Regions from separate parts of the Mus musculus genome. Here regions 1, 2, 3, 4 and 6 are each linked to region 5. A link is a contact called in public Hi-C, HiCAR-type and promoter capture Hi-C data. All regions are on one chromosome and are shown on one strand. Each heading gives the region's core, a stretch centred on a gene start, on an enhancer-like site or on the middle of the called end of the contact. The rest is flanking DNA. Distances are from core to core; before and after follow the strand shown. Region 1 holds the start of Ptov1 (prostate tumor over expressed gene 1). Region 2 holds the start of Vrk3 (vaccinia related kinase 3). Region 3 holds the start of Fam71e1 (family with sequence similarity 71, member E1). Region 4 holds the start of Clec11a (C-type lectin domain family 11, member a). Region 5 holds the start of Kdelr1 (KDEL (Lys-Asp-Glu-Leu) endoplasmic reticulum protein retention receptor 1). Region 6 holds the start of Mybpc2 (myosin binding protein C, fast-type).

Evidence for each region. Promoter capture Hi-C pulls out the DNA fragments that hold promoters and counts their contacts. Hi-C and Micro-C count contacts between places; a contact is called where the count stands out from the background. HiCAR-type assays count read pairs that join an accessible place to other places. Capture Hi-C pulls out chosen DNA fragments and counts their contacts.
Region 1: a HiCAR-type map of astrocytes shows a contact between it and region 5, with 4 times the contacts expected there. The contact joins the promoter of Ptov1 here to the promoter of Kdelr1 in region 5. A contact is called at or near these places in 1 of 115 datasets of contacts at active chromatin or transcription factors (astrocytes) and 2 of 9 other capture datasets (liver and pancreatic islet).
Region 2: a contact with region 5 is called in a promoter capture Hi-C map of adipose tissue, with 4 times the contacts expected there. The contact joins the promoter of Vrk3 here to the promoter of Kdelr1 in region 5. A contact is called at or near these places in 3 of 39 promoter capture datasets (cranial neural crest, liver and neutrophils), 2 of 115 datasets of contacts at active chromatin or transcription factors (astrocytes and microglia) and 3 of 9 other capture datasets (adipose tissue, liver and pancreatic islet).
Region 3: a promoter capture Hi-C map of liver shows a contact between it and region 5, with 3 times the contacts expected there. The contact joins the promoter of Fam71e1 here to the promoter of Kdelr1 in region 5. A contact is called at or near these places in 2 of 39 promoter capture datasets (cranial neural crest and liver) and 1 of 9 other capture datasets (liver).
Region 4: a contact with region 5 is called in a Hi-C map of B cells, with 6 read pairs. The contact joins the promoter of Clec11a here to the promoter of Kdelr1 in region 5. A contact is called at or near these places in 2 of 39 promoter capture datasets (both in liver), 1 of 484 Hi-C or Micro-C datasets (B cells) and 1 of 115 datasets of contacts at active chromatin or transcription factors (astrocytes).
Region 6: a contact with region 5 is called in a promoter capture Hi-C map of liver, with 5 times the contacts expected there. The contact joins the promoter of Mybpc2 here to the promoter of Kdelr1 in region 5. A contact is called at or near these places in 1 of 39 promoter capture datasets (liver) and 1 of 9 other capture datasets (adipose tissue).

Annotation. Positions count from the first base shown.
Region 1 is chr7:44,868,004-44,871,337 of GRCm38.p6, reverse strand. It overlaps Ptov1 (prostate tumor over expressed gene 1), which reads left to right and starts at 1,670. Exons shown (of 12, transcript NM_133949.2): 1 at 1,670-1,987. The coding sequence starts at 1,817.
Region 2 is chr7:44,746,708-44,750,004 of GRCm38.p6, reverse strand. It overlaps Vrk3 (vaccinia related kinase 3), which reads right to left and starts at 1,376. Exons shown (of 15, transcript NM_133945.1): 1 at 1,354-1,376. It overlaps Zfp473 (zinc finger protein 473), which reads left to right and starts at 1,656. Exons shown (of 5, transcript NM_001289836.1): 1 at 1,656-2,095.
Region 3 is chr7:44,495,302-44,498,200 of GRCm38.p6, reverse strand. Fam71e1 (family with sequence similarity 71, member E1) reads right to left here and starts at 1,606. Exons shown (of 5, transcript NM_028169.2): 1 at 1,471-1,606; 2 at 1,168-1,286; 3 at 568-698. The coding sequence starts at 1,513. It overlaps Emc10 (ER membrane protein complex subunit 10), which reads left to right and starts at 1,783. Exons shown (of 7, transcript NM_197991.3): 1 at 1,783-1,945. The coding sequence starts at 1,832.
Region 4 is chr7:44,305,533-44,308,464 of GRCm38.p6, reverse strand. Clec11a (C-type lectin domain family 11, member a) reads left to right here and starts at 1,506. Exons shown (of 4, transcript NM_009131.3): 1 at 1,506-1,846; 2 at 1,991-2,192; 3 at 2,445-2,636. The coding sequence starts at 1,700.
Region 5 is chr7:45,871,055-45,874,141 of GRCm38.p6, reverse strand. It overlaps Kdelr1 (KDEL (Lys-Asp-Glu-Leu) endoplasmic reticulum protein retention receptor 1), which reads right to left and starts at 1,302. Exons shown (of 5, transcript NM_133950.2): 1 at 1,041-1,302; 2 at 283-383; 3 at 1-99. The coding sequence starts at 1,131. It also overlaps a transcript of Grin2d not described here.
Region 6 is chr7:44,523,324-44,526,417 of GRCm38.p6, reverse strand. It overlaps Mybpc2 (myosin binding protein C, fast-type), which reads left to right and starts at 1,749. Exons shown (of 28, transcript NM_146189.3): 1 at 1,749-1,847. The coding sequence starts at 1,829. It overlaps Spib (Spi-B transcription factor (Spi-1/PU.1 related)), which reads left to right. Exons shown (of 6, transcript NM_019866.1): 6 at 1-423.

The sequences.
Region 1 (3,334 bases), core at 421-2,920, 1.0 Mb after region 5:
GGGCTCAGCTTCAAAATCAGTTGTTGCCACTGCTGCCATCAACTTCATTTGCAGCCAACCTGCTCCACTAGTGGGCTTTGGGCTCTGCCTGGATTCCTTACTGTTGTTGCTATGGAGACTTTTATGTAGACCAGGCTGGCTTCAATCTCATGAAGTTGGTGTGACCCTTTTCCCTTACCTTTTTTTTTTTTTTTTTTTTTGGTTGGTTGGTTTTTCGAGACAGGGTTTCTCTGTGTAGCCCTGGCTGTCCTGGAACTCACTCTGTAGACCAGGCTGGCTTCAAACTCAGAAATCCGCCTGTCTCTGCCTCCCGAGTGCTGGGATTAAAGGCGTGTGCCATCACGCCCGGCTTCCCGTACCTTTTAATTAATGCCTAGTGTCACTACTCAATCTCTATTATTATTGTTTATTAATTATGAGACAAGGCTGTCGTATTAAGTCAGTTGCCCAATCAGGTTTTGAGCTCACTTTGAAGTGCAAGCAGACTCTGAATTATGTGCACATGTGACACAGGACTTGTGTGGGGCTCAGGGAGCACTTTGTAAGGGTCTCTTTGCTCCTCCCACCATAGGGTTTAGGGAAATTGAACCCAGGTTGTCAGGCTTGGTGGCAGACAAGGACCAGGTGACCTCTCTTGCTGCTCACCTTCCAGTTTAGCTTTTTAAATCAATTATAAAACACGAGATTTTTAAAAAGCCAGCCTACTGCCAGGACATTTGCTCCAGGTGACAGGCATCATAGCTTGGGTGTGCTGTCAGGGGCCTGATATAATTTGGTTAAAGTAGTGTATGAATCAGCAAGGAAGAACAAAGTATAGTCCAAATAGGTTTTCTAGTTTAAAAGAAGGCAGGAGGGAACTTCTCGCATGCAAGAGGCTATAAATTCAAACCTCAGCACCCTATATATAGTTTAACAGCCACGTGTAGTAGTGCACACCCAATTAAAGGTGAAGACAGAAGGCTTAGGAGTTCGAGGTCAGCCTGGGTGCATAAGCTAACACTGCGTAAACACAACGCCACTTACATCGAGCGCAGATAATCTAAGGCTGGATAGTATCACAGGTTAAAAACAAACGGAAGCAAGAAATGCCACTGCACAGTCCTTTCAGATCAAGAACGTGATCTGGGTAAGGCAACTGCTAGAAGGCCCAAGCAACAGTGGGCAGACCCTGGACAAATGGGCCAGCAGCTATGCTGGTCACGCCCAGGCTGCGAGAGACCCGCTGGAAGTTGTAGTCTTTTAGCCACCTTGCCACGTCACCGCCTCCAAGAGGCAAGAACGCCTGGTTCCTACATCTACCCCTCAGTCTGGTGGTAGGTTCCGTCGCGCCACCCATTATCCTGTCTACCGCCTTCTGTCCCTCCAGCAGTGAGGACTTGGTATTGTCTCACCAGCTCGAACTCTTGTAGCACAGTTTCTCTCTTGTCATTTCCAAGTCTGAAACCCTCCCTCCCTGACCTTCTTGGTTTGCTCCAGCCACACCCCCTTACAGTCCTCCATCCCTGTTTGTCAGCGCTGGCTCCCCAGCTCCATAGTCTGTTGGTTAGCGCCGGCTCCTCCTCTCCCCGGCGTTGGTCCCGGCTCTCCCTCTTCTTCCACGTTGGTAGGCGCCAGCCCACCCCCCCCGCATCTCCCCCCAGCTTCGCGTTGGTTGGCGCCGGGCTCCCCTGTTCGCTGCAGTGGTTCGGCCGCGGCGACCCCTCAGCGGCGCGTCCCCCGCCGCGGTCCCGCTCCGCTTCTCCCCGAAGCCGCGCGCCCGCGCCTGTCGGTCGGCGGACCCGCAGCCCCCCGTGAGGCCCACGGCCTCCCACCCGCCATGGTCCGCCCGCGCCGTGCCCCGCACCGCTCCGGCGCCGGGGGCCCCCTCGGAGGTCGTGGCCGGCCACCGCGGCCCCTGGTCGTCCGCGCCGTGCGCTCACGTTCCTGGCCTGGCGGTCCTCGAGGCCCGCAGCCACCGCGGATCCGGGCTCGTTCGGCCCCTCCCATGGTGAGTCCCACGGCCTGTTTCCAGAGCCTTCCACGCACGCCCCGCCCCGCCACCCCTCCCCTGGCGGGCGCCTTTGTCCGCAGCGCCCACGGGCCTCCCGCGGGAGGGCGCACCCAGGGGTCCGGGATCAGTCCTTGATCGGCTCTGGGCGCTCCCCTTTGTTGCGCGGCGGGCTGGGCGGGGGGCGGGGTACGGAGGCGGGGCGGGTTCGAATTACTGCTGACTGCGCGGCCGGCTGCACACGCGCGCGGGGGGCGCCTGGGGTGCACGCTTGTTTTTCCAATTGCAAAGTTGGTCCTCGGCCTCCGGGTCTGGAAATGCGCGAAGCGGCCGGTGGAGGAGCCCGGCGCTTACACGCGCGCCCAGCTGTTGCTCGCGGGGGCGTTGTCCCCCGGGGCCAGATGGCGATTGTGGACAGTCCCTCTATTTGCATACCCGCCCGCCCCGCAGCTAGCCCAGACCTTAAGCCTTAAGATAAAGCTTAAGGTAAATATTCAGCTCTGTAAGTTCGTGGGGTTGTCACCTTTTTGTCCACTCAGTAAACGTGCGCGCACTTTCTAGAAACATTGAGATTTTCTTGGGGCAACAAAATTGCCCCCATTGTGATGGTGGACTCGTGGCCACACCTGCGCATGCTTGGCCAGCGGTAAGCTATTCCCTGGCGTGGTACTGACCACTTCAGACTTCTGACGACGTTGTTCTCCGAGGAGCTGAGGCGGGTCTGTCGCCTGGATCACCTGAGGAACGCAGACACACCCCTCGCTGTAGTACAGCCTAGGCTTGAAGTTTTCTCTTGGTGTTGGGAGCCCTTCCTGGGGTCCTCATATGTGTCCCTTTTCTACAAATGTGACTTGGCTCTGGCCATGCAGTGCGCAAACAGCAAATCAGGCATGCGTAAACACGAACTTGGCGCTTAGTGGGCTTCATGTTCCTAGTTTGTTTCCCTGCTGTTGTGGGCATACAGGTGTTTTTGGGTGCAGGCAAACACACAAGCCTCTTAATGGTTATCCCTCACCCCGCACTTGAATAGTTTTGGATTTTGTTTAGGTTCCTAAGTGTGTTTGCCTGATTTTCACCGACTGTGTGGTGGTGTACATGCTGACACTTGTAGTGTCTCACTGCACACCCAGCCCAGGCAGCCAGTGTGCGGATTTGCTGTAATCCTGAGGGCTTGGGTCTGCAGAACCATCAGGAAGGCCCCTCAGCAGTGAAGACCTAGGCTCTTCTGCTACTTAAGTCACCGGGAGAACTTTCTGGTTTGTCATCACACCGGGTATAAAGGACTCACGAGCTTTAGCAGAGAGCAGAGATGCGTTGGTGACAATCAGAAGGGTCTCTGGCCTGGAG
Region 2 (3,297 bases), core at 127-2,626, 1.1 Mb after region 5:
CCTATCCCTAGGTAGGAGAGAAAGAAGGACAGAGGGAGAGAGATCAAGAACTCTGAATCTAATTTCTTCTTTGAGCACAACTACTAACAAACTGCAATACCCCCCCCATCCCCCACCCCCACCAAACAACTCTCACGGTACCCAGTTGAGGCCCTAGTATTTACAGACTCTCTGAGAAGTTCCCAGAATTCCAAACGTCACACAGTTGTAGAAACTATGTGCAGCTGGCAAAATCATGAGCTGCTGGAGCAGGAGGCAAAGCTTAGTCAGCTGCGGAGAAGCAGCCCCATAGCCCCACTCCTGGGATTGAAACAAAAACATATTCTTATATTTCTGTGTTTTTTTTAAAGAAATGAAAATTCCAGAATTTTCACTACAGTTATGTGCATATGAACCCGTGTGAAGGCCAATCCCTAATTCCCTAGAACTAGGGTTACAGGCAGTCATGAACTGGGAACCAACTTGAGTCCTCCGGAAGACAGTAAGCACTCAAATATTGAACCAACTCTCCAGTCCTTAGGCAGGGCTGGATTCTTTTTTTAAAGACAGTGTTTCATGTAGCTTAGGCCGACCTTGAACTTTTGATCCCCCAGCATTTGAAACTTACCCAAGCGTACATCCAGCTTTAATTAAACTGAGGTGCCCATTACTATGTAGTCCATCCTGGGCTGTCCTGGAATTCACTATTCTCAAAAATCCTCCTGACTCAGCCTCCCAAGTGCTAGAACATTGCTGAGTTTAGAGCTACTCCTAGGGGAGGTGGCAGTTCGGGTATATAATACAATAAGTGTCTGTTGCACAGATCCTTGCATACAGTAAGTGCTCGGATCTTGAGTGTTGAGGTCTCCTGTCTAAGGCTGCACATTCAGTTCCGACTACTGATACTCAAGTCGGCTTTTATTATGCACCCATTTGTTTAGTTCATTTATCCTACGTATGACCATCAGCTTGCTACCATCTATGCTCCTGTTGCAGGAACGCAGCACAGCAGAGTACCAAAGGCTAAATTCCACAGGTGTGGGACTAACACTTCCCTAAGTAGCAGAGACTGGACCGGGCCCCACAATCCCAAAGAAACCAGTGACGAGGTACCCGTGGAGGCGGAGGCGGAGTGTCTGACATTCCTCACAGGCTCCGCCCAACACCTTCCCAGCAAAACAGAGGAAGTGGGTGCTCCCCCCACTCCCGCCCCCGAACCCCAGCCTTGGTCGGCCTCCGCCTTCCTCAGGCAGTGACGTCACAGGCTGCCGGGCGAGCGGCTCCTCATCACTGTACTTGTGAAAAAGCCGTGGGCGCCGGGGTTTCTCACGGCCCGGACTCTCACTCCGATCCGGAGCAGAAACTTGGACTCACCTTTACAGTTGCCCCGCAGAAACTTCCGGGGAGGGAGGGTGAAGGAGGGGCTGCGCGCGCATCCCCCACCGGCCGTGCGACAGCAGCGAGCAGACGCGGCCTATTTCCTCTAATACAGGGCATCCGGACAAGCTGTGCCCTGCTGGAAACTCCATTTCCCAGAAGCCTGAGCGACACGCCTGATTAGTCCATCCCCCTAATTGCTCACCGTTATTCGGCCTTCTCTGGGGCGGGCTTTTCCTTCTACTGCGCATGTCTGACGTCAATCTTGATGAAATACGTGACAGCCACCAATCAAAGGTCCTGTTGTCATTTTTAAACTCTCCTTGCTTCTGTGCTCTCTCTGTAATCTCAGTTTTGCCTTCAAACTGTATCTATGGCAACCCGCTGTCACCTCCAAATGGAATTTTCGGGGTGTAGAAGGTGAAAGTAGTCCTATAACAGGGTAGTGGGCCATCCAACCTTGGTGTCACTTAGCCATGAATCTGTTTCCTCTCTACTTCCTAGAGGGCTCAGTGGGTGGAGACCACAGGTGGTGGGTCCTGGAATTTGGCGCGGAGTTACCTGGGTGGGATAAATTTGAGGAGAAGTTTCTGGAACCGGAACTTCCTCGGAGGAATTTCCCCCTGTACTCTGAGGGAGCCCTCCTCATGAGGAGTTGGGTTTTCTTGGGATCCTGGAAAGCATATGTTCTTTGGGTTGCCAGCCATGCTGAGGTACGGAGACACGGAGCCATGCCGAGGTACGGAGACTAAGCCCAGGCGCCCATGGCCTTAGTCCTCTGTGGCCGGGGTGGGAGGCCCTGACAGAATGCTGAACCCTTGAGTGCTCACAGCCGGGCGTAGGCCCGGCTCTTAAGCGGGGGTTTCCTCTCGCGACCAATACCTACAATAATGGCCCAGAGACATCTATTGCTTCAGTTTCGGGGTATCAAACCCCCTCTTGGGCTTCTAAAGGCACTTAGGTGTACACACATAGCACTTTGAAGCAGTCATAAACAAATTTAAAAGGAAAGATTATTTGTATCTATTATTTGAGCATCTCAAATATATACTGTTATGTTCTATTTAAAAAGCCAGGGAAGCCAGGGATATGTTTGGTAGGGCGAGGTATGGTGCTGGGGAAGGGGGTGCCTCTGCGGGCCCATGCTGAGGCATCCCTTCCCCTTGAGGTACCAACCACAGTGGGTATAGTGTAGAATAGAGTTTATTTAGGGCATGGGGAGGGGAGTTGAGAGGTAGTAGAGACAGAGAAAGGTAGGGAGAGGGAGTAGAGGCCGGCCATGAACACGTGTAGAGAGAGGGGAATAGGGCAAGAAGGGACAGAGAAGGAAGAGAGTGTGGGGACTGAGGGGCAAGCAGCCCCTTTTATAGTGAGTCAGGCATACCTGGCTTTTGCCAGGTAACTGTGGAGTGGAGTGTAGAAGAAATGCTAACATTCCTTTGTTTTGGTTTAATTTTAAAAAAGGAAAAATTAGAAAGAGGCAACGGTGAAGCAAAAAATAGGGTCATCATGATCTTTAGCTAACTTTCTGTTGTTATTGGGGCAGTGTGTCTCTGGGAAACCTAAGAAGATGGGGGTGGGGATGTTGGTGAAGTCTTAGGAGAATTGGCTGTGTCCTTGCTGCTCAGGGTCTGTGGAACCAACTGTGGATAGATCAGAAGGAGCAGGTCCAGTAGAAGTATCTGTGGCTGTAAGAGAAAATTGGAGCATCTATGGGTTGTTTCTCTGGAGCTGTCTTATGTGTAGATTTTGAGTAAACGCTTGGATTTGGCAAGATGCTGAAACACACACACACACACACAGGAGGTAGAGAATAAAGTTAAGTACGTTTGGGAGAAAAAAAATTAGGTCTTTGGGGTAAGAGGAGTCCCAATCCCAGGAACAGGAGAGCAATCTCACCCTCTGGAATAGGTAGCCAGTGAGAACGTAGGCTATTGCTTG
Region 3 (2,899 bases), core at 357-2,856, 1.4 Mb after region 5:
CAATCCTGTTTCAGCTGCTCAAGTCTTGGGATGACAGGCCTGTACTATTAGGCTTGGCTTTTTTCTATTTTCTCCCTGTCTTTCGTGAACTGAGATAGGATGAGAAAGGATTCAGGTCTCCAAAAATACCACAGTATGTACATGTCCTGTAAGCGTGTACACGTTTCCTGCATGCAGCTGAGGCAGGGCAAGGCCTAGGCTGGGGGAAGGGGTGTTCTGTTCTATGTGAGGTTTGTACTTGGTGGTATTGATTTTCACAAGTTTTCAGGAAGAGGGGCAGAGTGGACAGTGGACTGTGGGACCCTGGGCCGTGGGCCCAGTCTTTGAGCTTTACTTTATCTCTCTGGGACAGAGTACCTGGAAAGCAGAAAGCACTGTGTAAACAGCCACCATCCTGACCCTGTGATGCCACTGAGGGCTGTCCTCCCTCATCTCGCCTGACTTCTGACCTCTGTGAAGTGCCCTGCCATTTTTCTTAGTGAAGAGGTTTGGTGGTGATCTTGGTCCCTGGGTGGCAAAATGGCGGCAGGGAGGTTGGAGGAAGTTGGGACTTAGAGGGGCAGTCACCCGAGGAGCTGCAGGTGTCCATTCTCCTTGTCAGGGCCGGCCAGCAGCAGCAGGTCTGGCAGCTCCAGGGCAGGACTAGAGGCTGCCACCCCCATGGTGACCTTGTTGGCGACTTCTCCAAACCGGGTCACCTGGGGCCAAAGGTTAAGAGGATCGATAGATGGAGAACAGAACTCAACAGGAATCTGATTGGGTCTTGGGGATCTTGACAGAGTGAAAGGTCATGAACTAGGGGAGATGAACAGTAGGTTAGGGATTGGGAATGTGGCTCAGAATATAAGCACACATGCCTAGAATCCCCCGGTGCAGGGCTAGGGTGTGACTAAGGGGTAGAGCTCCTGCTGAATAACGAGTGAAGCCCAGAGTACCAGCCATATTACCTCTAAAAAGGAAAAAAAAAAAAAAAAAAAGGCTTGTGGGCCAAAGATTTTAGGATTAAAGGACAAGAACCATATGTGTACAGTCAAGGAAACTGAGACAAAGGCTTCTGAAGACACAAAAAGCCCAGCGGGCTCAGAGGTGATGTGGATCACTTGGAAAGAACGACAAATGATGGGGGAGATCCGTACATCAACGGGTCGGAGGTCCGGGGCTCCACACCTGCACGAAGTTGCTTTCAAAGATGGGAAAGTCGCGCAGCTGGTCGAACTCGCCGCTCAGGAGGTGGCGTTGGAGGCGCCCAGGGCGGCACGGGGCGTAGGCTGGAGCCAGGGGGCGGTCTGCAGGGGCGAAGCGCGAGCATCCATCCCAGGATGCCAGGTACATGAACTCTGACCGAGGGCGCATGCGGGGCAGCGGCCTCCGCATTGCTGGTCCCATACCTTCCCCGGCTCCCTCTCTAGGGCCAACCCCTCCAGGCAGAAGTCCTTTTGTCACCTTCCATCCCCTCAGAACTGGTCTCACCTGCTCCGCCCCGAGCGGCCTTAAGATCTCGACCGCCCTTCATCGCCACGCCCCGGCCCTGGGGAGGAACGCCGAGTGAAGCCTGGGACAGACAGATAAAGGGTGGGGCCTAGAGCTTGTGACTTTACAATAGGGTGCCCGGCGTTCCGTGACGTCAACGACGTCACTTCTCTCCCAGGTGGTGTCACCGGGAACGTGAGCCCTAGAGACCCGGATGGAGAAATGGCCGCCCTGACTGCGGGAGCAGGCGGACGGGCGCTAGTGCGCAGGCGCGGCGTGCGGCGCAGGCGCGTGAGCCTCAGGATGAACCCTGTGTTTCCTAGCGGGCTGTATGGCTCTCGGTTTTTCTCAACGCTCCCGTATGGTGGCCGCGGGTGCCGGGGTGACCCGGCTGCTAGTGCTCTTGCTGATGGTAGCCGCGGCTCCTAGCAGAGCCCGAGGCAGCGGCTGCCGGGTCGGGGCCTCCGCGCGTGGGGTGAGTGCTAGTGGCCGGGGCGGGGCGGCCTCCTGTGGGCGCTAGATGGACCCCATCATGAATATTCATGAGAGGATGTGGTTTGCTCGGAACCTGAGCTGCGTGGAGTAGTGGTAGCTAGCCTCTCATCTCCGTGCTTGGGAGGCTGAGGCTGGAGGATCAAGGAGTTTGAGGCTAGCTTGGATTGCTTGAGATTGTCTCAAAAATACAAAAATGGGGGTGTGATGGTGCACGCTTTCAATACCCCTATTCGGGAGGCAGAGACAGGTGAATTTCTGAGTTCGAGGCCAGCCTAGGACAAAGGGAGTTCTAGGCCAACCAGGGCTACACAGTGAGACCCTGACTCAATAAGTAATTAATAAAGATATGGCAAGGAAGCAGTGCTCTAGTGCTAGGGTTGGAATCATGTTTCTGAATATGCACGAAGAAGTCAGGTCCTTCAGGAGCCAGAGTGCTGTAGGATGCCTGGCTAGGAGAAGCTTGAAATTAAGACATCTAAGGCTTAGGCCTGGGTGTGGGGTGCAAGGTCACCTTGGGCTACCTAAGGTCCTGTTTCAAAAAAACCCCAAAAATAGGGTGCTGGAGAAATGAGGGCCAAGAGAACTGACTGCTTTTCTGGAGTACCTGGGTTTGCTTTCTGGCACCTACCTAGAGGCTCACGACTGTCTGCTAACTTCAGTTTTTGGGGATTGCACATTCTCTTCTGGCACACCAGGTACCAGGCATGCACACAGGGCACATAGGTACATGCAGCAGATATCCATACACAAAATTAAAAAAAGAAAAATTACAAAGAAATTAAGCTGATGGTGGTGGTGCTCATGTGTAACCCCAAGCGCTCAGCAGACGTAGGCAGGAGGATCATCTCCGGTCTGGATCAGGGAGTGATTTAGTGGGACTCTGCTTCAGAACCGTGGGAAAGAAAGTGTGGATCTAGGATGTGCCAGAGAGAAG
Region 4 (2,932 bases), core at 257-2,756, 1.6 Mb after region 5:
CTGGGCCCCTAGATCTTTGGCTCATGAATTGGCAGGACCTGCGGGACTAAAGCTCTGCAGGACTCATGAGCCTGGCATGGTGTGGGTAAGGCATGGCCATCTACTCTCCTGGCATTGGAACCTTCCACTGCCCTCAGCGCCTGCACTCAGGCAGACACCTTGAGAACTCCGGTGCAACCTAAACACAAAAGTCTGATTTTTAAGGCCTTTTACCAAGCTGCTGTAACATTGGTCTTATTCATCAGTTTAACTGAGTACCAACTAGGTGCTAGGAAGTCCTGCTTTGATTTGGGGATACAGAAGTAGCCCCAAAATCTATGCCTTGGTCTGCAAGAGACAGATGTAAATAAACAAGCCCATACTGGTTGGACCATACCTAGAAGAAAAGGGGGCATTTTGAGAAAGCATCTCACATGGTGGGCAGAGCTGAGGCTTCAGTAATGAGAAAGAGCTGAGGGAAGAGTTTGCAGAAGGAGGAAAAGGCTAGGAAGGACAGAGTGGTGATGGAGGGTGAGGGGAGATGAGGTGAGACTGCAGAAAAAACGGTTCTCTCCCAGGCCCCAGCCCTGCAGGCTGCACTGAGGACCGAGGAGACCGCGGTTTGGCTTCTCTCCTGCTTCTGATGGGAAGGTGAGGAGGCAGGGGCGTGGGGAGTAATGTGATCTGATTTATGGTTTGGAAGGATTGCTCTGGCTGCGGCAGGCAAGCAGCCCAGATTGGAGGGGCTCTGTAGAAGGAGGGAGAGTAAGGGGAGGCCACTGCAGTGGTCTAGGCTGGGATAAGGCAGCTTGCAGAGGGTTCTCTACTCACGGCCAGTGCTTGGTTAGTATACATACTGGAGATACCTGCTCTGACTGTCAACCCTTCTCCTCCCTTGATGGGGGAACCACTGGGCTCACTACCACCCCTCCCACCCCAGCATCAACCTGCTCAGGGCCTGGCCTGCAGGAGAATCTTGTAGTTACACCTTTTAAGCAGCACACATGCATGCTGTTCACACATATCCCCACAAGCAGGCACCACATACAAGGGCTGGTAGGGCCAGGACAGGCCATCTGGGTAGAGGATGGGAGAGCCCCGGAGCCTGAGAATGTTAGAAGAGTCCCCTTCATTAGGCTGTGTGGTCAGCGGTGACCACAGGATAATAGCAACCTTAGCATACTCTCTGCAGTGTGCCCCCTCCTCAGGAATGGCCAAGACAGAGAGAAGTGAACAGTCCAAAGCTGGCATCCTATCATAGCCTGCTTTGTTCTGAGAAGACTCCTGGACCAAGGCTGAGGCCTACCAGTACCAAGGATGCCCTGGAAAACTTTCCCCATCTTCCTTTTATCCATATAAGTGCTTGTACTTGCAAAAGGGAGGAAAGAGGGCAGAAGCAGAGGTCTGGAAAGTGGCAAGGGGTGGGTGTGGGTAGACCCAAGGCGGGATCAGGCTTTGGAACGTTGGAGGTTTCCGGCCACAGAGGCAGAGCCTCCTGGAAGCCAATAGGGGCGGGGAGACTCACCAAGAGAAGCTGAGGAGATCAAAAGTTGAGACAGAGCAGATCAGGAGGGAAGGCAGAAGAGAAAGCCTGGCAGAAAGAAGGTCCAAGGGGCTTGTGAGCTGCCCACCAGACTGGGACACTTGCTAGGTCTATACAGCAGTCCTACCCCTGGCATTCTGACCTCTCTACTATTTGGGTGCTGGGAAGCCCAGCTGGATGCAGGCAGCCTGGCTCTTGGGGGCCCTAGTGGTCCCTCAGCTTTTGAGTTTTGGTCATGGAGCCCGAGGTCCTGGGAGGGAGTGGGAGGGAGGCTGGGGAGGTGCCCTGGAGGAGGAGAGAGAGCGGGAGTCACAGATGTTGAAGGTGAGTGTTGGAGGGGCACTGTGGGCTTGAGATGAAGTGTTCAGATGGGTAAAGAAAAGTAAGGGGGTTTAGATGGAACAATGGGTTCAGAAAAGAGCTGAGAGGGTAGGCGGGAAGGAAACTGACATGCATTCTCTGACCCAGAATCTCCAGGAGGCCCTAGGGCTGCCCACTGGGGTGGGAAATGAGGATAATCTTGCTGAAAACCCTGAAGACAAAGAGGTCTGGGAGACCACAGAGACTCAAGGGGAAGAAGAGGAAGAGGAAATCACCACAGCACCTTCTTCTAGTCCCAACCCTTTCCCCAGCCCTTCTCCCACACCAGAGGACACTGTCACTTACATCTGTGAGTATTCAGAAGCCAGGGTGGCCTGTCTGTCAAGCACTGACCCAACTCGGAGGCCAGACACATCAAAGGGGCCCAAGGTCCCCAGATGTGTCTGCCTGTCAAGAGTTTAACCCACTGAACTTCATAGACATGGTCACACATCCCACAGATCGCCTCATCCAATCCGCTTTTGGGAGTCTGAGGGCCGTGCCCTCCATGTCCTTAGAGCCCTTAATTGTGCCTCTAGTTGTGCCTTCTGTCTTTTCACAGTGGGCCGCTTGGCCAGCCTCGATGCAGGCCTACACCAATTGCACGTCCGTCTGCACGTTTTGGACACCCGTGTGGTTGAGCTGACCCAGGGGCTGCGGCAGCTGCGGGATGCTGCGAGTGACACCCGCGACTCAGTGCAAGCCCTGAAGGAGGTCCAGGACCGTGCTGAGCAGGAGCACGGCCGCTTGGAGGGTGAGTCTCAGCAGCACAAAGAGGGCCTAGGTGGGAGGAGGAGACCCATGGAGGTCTGAAGACCTGGAGAAAACGGGTATCAGGATACCAGAGGGTCCACATAGAACTGGGAGGTGCTGGCACATCTAGAGATGGATTGTGAGGTGGGTGAGACTTTTCTTGCTCCAACCTGTGCCACACCCTGAAAGCCCCACCCATAGTCTGGAACCGCCTACACCCTGGCCACGCCCCCGAAGGCCCTGGCTCCACTTCACTAACACACTACTGCTCTAACGAGGCTCCCCTTGGCCCCACCC
Region 5 (3,087 bases), core at 53-2,552:
GAACTCCACCCGGAAAGTGTCGTGGTTGCCATCATAAGTAGCTTTGAACTTGCTGTAGATCATCCACACCGTGGTAAAGGAACAAGCTATGTAGACCACCTGATAAGAGGGTAACAGGGCATCTCAGCTCACAGGTAGGGCCTCAGGTCACGGTGAGGGAGAGAGAAATCATGTTCCCCAGCCACCTCCCTCAGACCATATGTCTAGGCCCAAGCCTCTTTGGTGACTCCTCCCTGATCCCTGGCCTGGAACCCTGCCACAGGGGGCTGACTGCAACTCTACCTTCATGCAGGTGTTGTAGAGTGAAATGTAGTTGGTGAACAGGTCCAGATATCGGGCAGTGAACACCACAGCAAACAGGACTTGGCTCTTCCCTGAAATGCCTGGTTGAGACAGAGAACGAAGGGCAGGGTGGAGGGAGCTGGAGGTGGGCTACTTGGGGCAATAATAAACTAACATGCAGCGCCTGGGCCAGCCGGCTGGAGCTCTAGACCACAGCGATTCCCCAAGGCCTTTAAGCCTGAGCTCGGCCCTTTTTCCACCATCCACAGGCAGGGGGCAGCCGGCTCCAAAAATACTAGAGACCGAGGCTCTATCCCAGGCTAGGCCTCGCCGGTCCTTCTGTCTCCCTCAGGTCCTCCTGACAGTCTAGACCTACACTGGGACCTAGGGAGAGCCCTGCCTGACTTCAGCCTCCCAGTCGGTCACCTTCCTCCCGCTCCCTTCCTGGCCTTCCACAGTCCACGTCACCAACTCCCAGCCACCTCCCCGCCTGCCATGGCTCCTGGTTCCCAGCCCCGGAACACCCAGAGCTGTCCCAAAGGGTGCTGCAGAAGGTTGAACTGAACGCCCGAAGCCACCCCCACCAAACTATGTGTACCCCTTAGTCTAGGGAAAGGAGCTGACCCCCTGGTGACCCTAGAACTAGAAAAGTGATCCCCAGCAGGCAGTCCGGGAGGACTCTGACCTGCCGAGCTCCAGCCTTCCCGGTGCCCCAGAGCGGCCCGCTCCCGCCCCCTCTCCGCGGGGGGGCCTCTCACCCGCACACGATCGGGACTTCCAGATTTTGAGCAGTAACAAGATGATAGCTAGGAGGTGGGAGAGGTCTCCCAGGAATCGGAAGAGGTTCATGACTGGGGGACTCGGGCAGGGCTGAGCTGGGTGGGGGGGGAGGCTGGCCGGCCGGGCTGCCCCGGAGCTGCGGTGCTGCTGGGTTGAGGGCGGGAGAGAAGCCCTTCGGTAGCTCAGCTCCGGGGAAGGGGCTCTGGAAGGTGAGCCGAGGCCGGAGCTGGTGGTAAAGCTGGCTGGGAGAAAAGGGAGGAGGGCCGAGGTGGGAAGGGAGGAGTCTGAGCTGTAGCGCCACCCCAAGGGCGGGTTGACTGTCTGGCGCCCTCTGGCGCCTGCAACCTGCTTTGCAGAGTCGTATCGAATAAGCCTACTAACTGATGGAAGGGTCTTTAGGGTCCCACATTCCCAGGTGCCTTCTCTTTAGTAAGGAACTGTAGAGAGTTCGTCTAACCTCTGCCCTTAAACAGGAATCCTGAAGTTTGAGTTCTGAATCTAAAGATCCTAGTGCTGTGTTGGGTGATGGTGTAGCCTGTAATCTTAGTACTGGGAGGATGAAGCAGAGGGACCCCCCAGTTCCAGGCCTAGGGCTCCACAGTGACAGTCTATTCCTGCACAAATTATTAATACTAATAGTAACAACAACAAGAATCCTGGAGATTAAGAGGGTAGACTTCTAGCTTTGTCTGTGATCTCTAGTCCCAATTCAGTTAGAAAACCCAGGCCCCACTGCCACACACTCGGGGATCCTGACTGAGCCTACCGCCTCTACAATCCTATCCCCAACAATTACTTTATTGCTCAACATTCTGACCTGGGAATCTACACCCATAACTCCATCCTCCTTCTAAGACCCAAAATGCCAGGTCCTGGCTCTTTCAGAAACTGTCATGACCCGAGTCTTCCCAGGTCTTAGGGCACGAGAAGCAGGGCTCCAATCGACTGCTACAGGCCTAGGTCCCAGCGCCTCTACACATTCATATTCTCCCTCTCTCTTCCCCTCCTCCACCTCTCTTTCTCCACCTCCAACTTCCATTCTCAGGGACCCGGGAATCCTGAAGCACACTCCTCCCAATGTTAGATACTAAGGACTGTCCTACCAGAGGCAAGATGGACAGGTGACTTTATGGGACCTCAGAACCTCAAAAGTAGGGTTATAGTTTAGGATTACTGTGTCTGTGACAAAGGAAGCAGTTTTCCTCCAGGGAATTGTGTACTCAGAGCTGTGAGAGACTAGTCCCTCACTCATCAAGTGGTCCCTCAGTGAGGAACTTGCTCAAGACCTGGCCCCCAGGTATGATCGAGAAGGACTAAGGGAGAATCTGTGGTCTTCGAAAGGAGGGCTGTTATCTAAATTCCTGCTTCTGAGAGAACAGGGCCAGGCATTGGACCCCAAATCTGAAATAGAAGATCCACAACTTGGAATCCAGGGATTCTGGACCCCTGGTTTGGAGGGAGGATGGCTGGGATCTAACCCCTAGGTCACAGAAAATGGTGCCAGAGTCTGGCCACCTAGGCCTGAAAGAAGAGGGTCGAGTATGGACATCTAGGTCTGAGGGAGGAGGGGACTGGGAGCCTAGCCCCATAGGTTTAAGGGGAGGGCTACAGTCTGAGGTAGGAGAACTGGGATCCAGCCCCATCCGTCTAGAGGGAAAGAACTAGGGTCTAGTCCCTTGGGTATGAGGGAGGTGGGCTGGCATCTGGACAACTGGGTCCAAGGGATAAGGGACTTGGAGTCTAGATTCCTGGCTCCAAGAGAGACAGCATGCATCCTGTCTTTGCAGCCATAAAATTCACAGGCTGGGTCTTAGTATGGCGGGTGCTGAAGTGCAGAAGAGGGAAGGGGCAAGTGACAGTGACCCCAGCCCTCTCTCTAGGTCTCAAACTGTCTGTACCAGGTGGTGTCCTTGTCCATCTACCTCTGCTTCCTCCCATTTCGTCGCAGCCCCTCGGTCCCATGAGGAAATCAGAGACTTTGAAATGGGGTAAGGGCTGGCCCCCTCCCTCAGACCTAATGGGAAG
Region 6 (3,094 bases), core at 500-2,999, 1.3 Mb after region 5:
CCCAGGACCCTGCTCAGTGCCTGTCTGTCTCACACCAGTGACTTCCTCACACCCGCCTGTTCAGGCCCAGTCTTTTCCGTTCAAGTGCTACAGGCCAAGTAGGCTCAAACTGTGGGTTTGTCTTGGGCATCCACAGCAGAATCAGAACCCAGAGCTTTGAAGCCTGAGTGAGGGGAGGGGGGCACTCAGGCTTCCGTCTCTCTGAGAAACAGACGATGAAGAGGCCCTTAAAACTCTTTGCAACCCCATGAGCCTCCCCAATGAGCCTGTGACACACCGGAACTCACCTCTGTGGGTGGCCGGGAGGGGGAACAGGGTCATGGAAGATCCAGATGTCCATGTGGTCAAGGCTAAACTGTACTAAATAAAATTATTTCTCATCACCACTATACATGCATAATAAATAAAGTGTACATCAAAATTAAGCCGTCTTGGGACCCTTTATTAGGAACTGTCCCCTGCACCTCCACATGAACTCTTCTGAGACTGTGGCAGTCATAGGGAGGGAGGGGGAGGGAGGGGGAGGGAGAAAGGAAGGTGGTGGGCCAGGCTAGGGCTTGAATGAGGAAACCATTGTTTCCCACCTTGCTTTTCTGCTCACCCCTCCATTCCAGACATCTGACTGTTCGGTTTTTGTTTTTTTGTCTTGAAGATAGGCTCTTCCTTACGTTGTAGTTCAGGCTGGTCTTGAAGTCACTCCAATGGCCCTGTCTCAGCTCAGTCTCTGGAATTCCGGGTTACAGGGGTGTGTTACTACAATGGGTTGCTGTGCAACTTGCCTGCTCCCTAGGGAGCGAGGTGGAAGTTTTTGCACTGCAACCAATGGTGTGACAGGACTTTGTGCCCCCAGAAGCCAGGAAGCTTCCGGCTGTTAGGGGATCTTTTTTTTGAAAGTAGAAAGGAGGGAGGGACACAAAGAGTAAAAGGGGGGGGGGAGGACAGCTTGTCTTCGATACCCTGGTTCCTTCCTCTGACACCCTTCTGGGCCAGCCACACCTGTGGTTCCCCAAGTGTCCCTCTCCTCCTCCTTACCCGCTCCTCCCCTCTGGTGCTGGGAAGGAGCCGGGCCTGGGCAGCTCTCCAGGGCCTTCCCGGCCTCTCTGCACTTGGCCGGTGACGGGCAGCCGGCCAGGCCGCTCCCATTGGGACCCGGATCAGAATAGGGCGGGAGGGACACCGAGAACTCTTCCCTGAGGCCGGCACCCGTCCTGCCTACGCGGGGGAAATCGGACTATCCTTCCCGTCTCTGGTTTCTAGAAAACTCCTGACTGGGGCTAAGAAAGGCTTCCAGAACCCGCCCCGCTTGCCCCGTGCACCTGAGACTCCCAGCCCCCCACGCCCGTTCCCAAGACCCAGGATTTCCCTCCCTTTTTTCCTTTTCTCTTTTCCTCCTCGTTCTTTGCCCCCACACAAGTGCCCTCTCTGCTTCCCCCCTCTCCCCATCTTGTGCTCTGGCCACTTCTCGTTCCTCCTTCTCCCCCCCACTTCATCCAGGACCTAAGAATCTGGACCCCTGTGCCCCCAGACTCTGGGGTTCCAGTTCCCCTCTTTCTGCGGTCACGCAGTCTTCACCTTTGCACCTCCACAGACTCAGGTGTCTAAGCACCACATCCCATCCCCACTAGGGCCTTGGCATCCCTCCACTCCTGCCTGCTCGCTATTTCTCGCCCTTTAGAGCATGCAAGAGGAATGCGGGGCGGCCCTGCGCTGCCTCCTGGGAGTCTCGAGACTCCATAAAGGGCTCCTCCTGGAGACCCACCTGTCCCTGCTAGGGCCTGGTTAGAGCCACTGCGGTCCCAAGTCCTGGGAGCAGGAGAAGGTCGCCGACATGCCTGAGGCTAAACCAGGTGGCTGGCCCGAAACCTTCTTGGGGGTGGGGGTGGGGATGGGGTGGAGGGTAGGGTGCACACAAGGGGATTTCTACTATGGGAGGAGGGGGTCCTTTGCCTGTTCCTACATCTAGGTAGAGTGTAGGTTCCTTTCCTGCTTGGGGAAGAGGGACCCTTTCTGTGTGCACAGATGGGTCCCTTCCTAATGCAGGACCATGAGGTCTATTGTCTGTGTAGGGTCAGGAGTCCCCTTCCTCTTCGGGGACTGGGAGACCCATCTTGGGTAGAAATCTCAGTTGTGCAATTATAAATTGGCCTCGGTTTTCTTTCTCTCTCCCCTTCTCTCTTTGCTCTCTCACCCCACCCCTGCCCCCAAGCCCTCCAGGCTGTCCTCAAAGTCTGCAGCCTAGGCTGGCCCCAAACTCACTCCGGAGCTAAGGCTGGCTGGGAAGTCCTAAAATCATACTGCCTCAGTCTACCAAGACTGGACGGCAGGCATGGGCTACTACACCCTGCTGGGGGTGTGTGTGTGTGTGTGTGTGTGTGTCTCCTTTTCTTCTTTCCTTTCCTTTCTTTTTTCTCCCCATCCCCTTTTTCTTTTTGGTTTTTCAAGACAGGGTTTCTCTGGTGTATCCCTGGCTTTGGCTGTCCTAGAACTAGCACTGTAGACCAGCTTGGTCTCAAACTCACAAGAGATCCACCTGCCTCTGCCTCCCATGTGCTGGGATTAAAGGCGTGCACCACCATGGCCTGGCAATATAATTTTTTTTTTCTATGTGGGTGTCTCTTTTTCTTGAGGCTGACAGGATCTTGCTTGTGCATTGCTGGGGCTCAGCTTGGGGACAGGGTCCTCTCCAGGTGGGCGAGCACCCTCGAGGTAGTTGAGTCTCCTCACTGAGTGAAGATTAGGATCATAGGGTGCTTCTATGGACACAACAGGACTCCATGTGCATGGAACGATACTCTTCTGTGTAAATATGAGAACCCCTTTGGTGTGCGCATTGGACTTCTGTGAAGGAATCGTGTGTCTCTCTTCCATGGGTGGGGCCCTCTTTTTCCTGCTGTGCTGGGGAAGGAATCCAGAGCCTCCTACCTGCTTGGCAAATACTGGCCATGTCCCAGCACCCCCGTCTCTCTTCATGTGCAGTTAGGCACGGGAGGCATTAGGTCCTTAGGGGGCAGGGATAGTCTATATGCTGGTTAGGGCTTTCTCCTTTTGTGGAAGTGGGCACTGCACACAAGCCCTGGTGTCACCTACCCCTAGG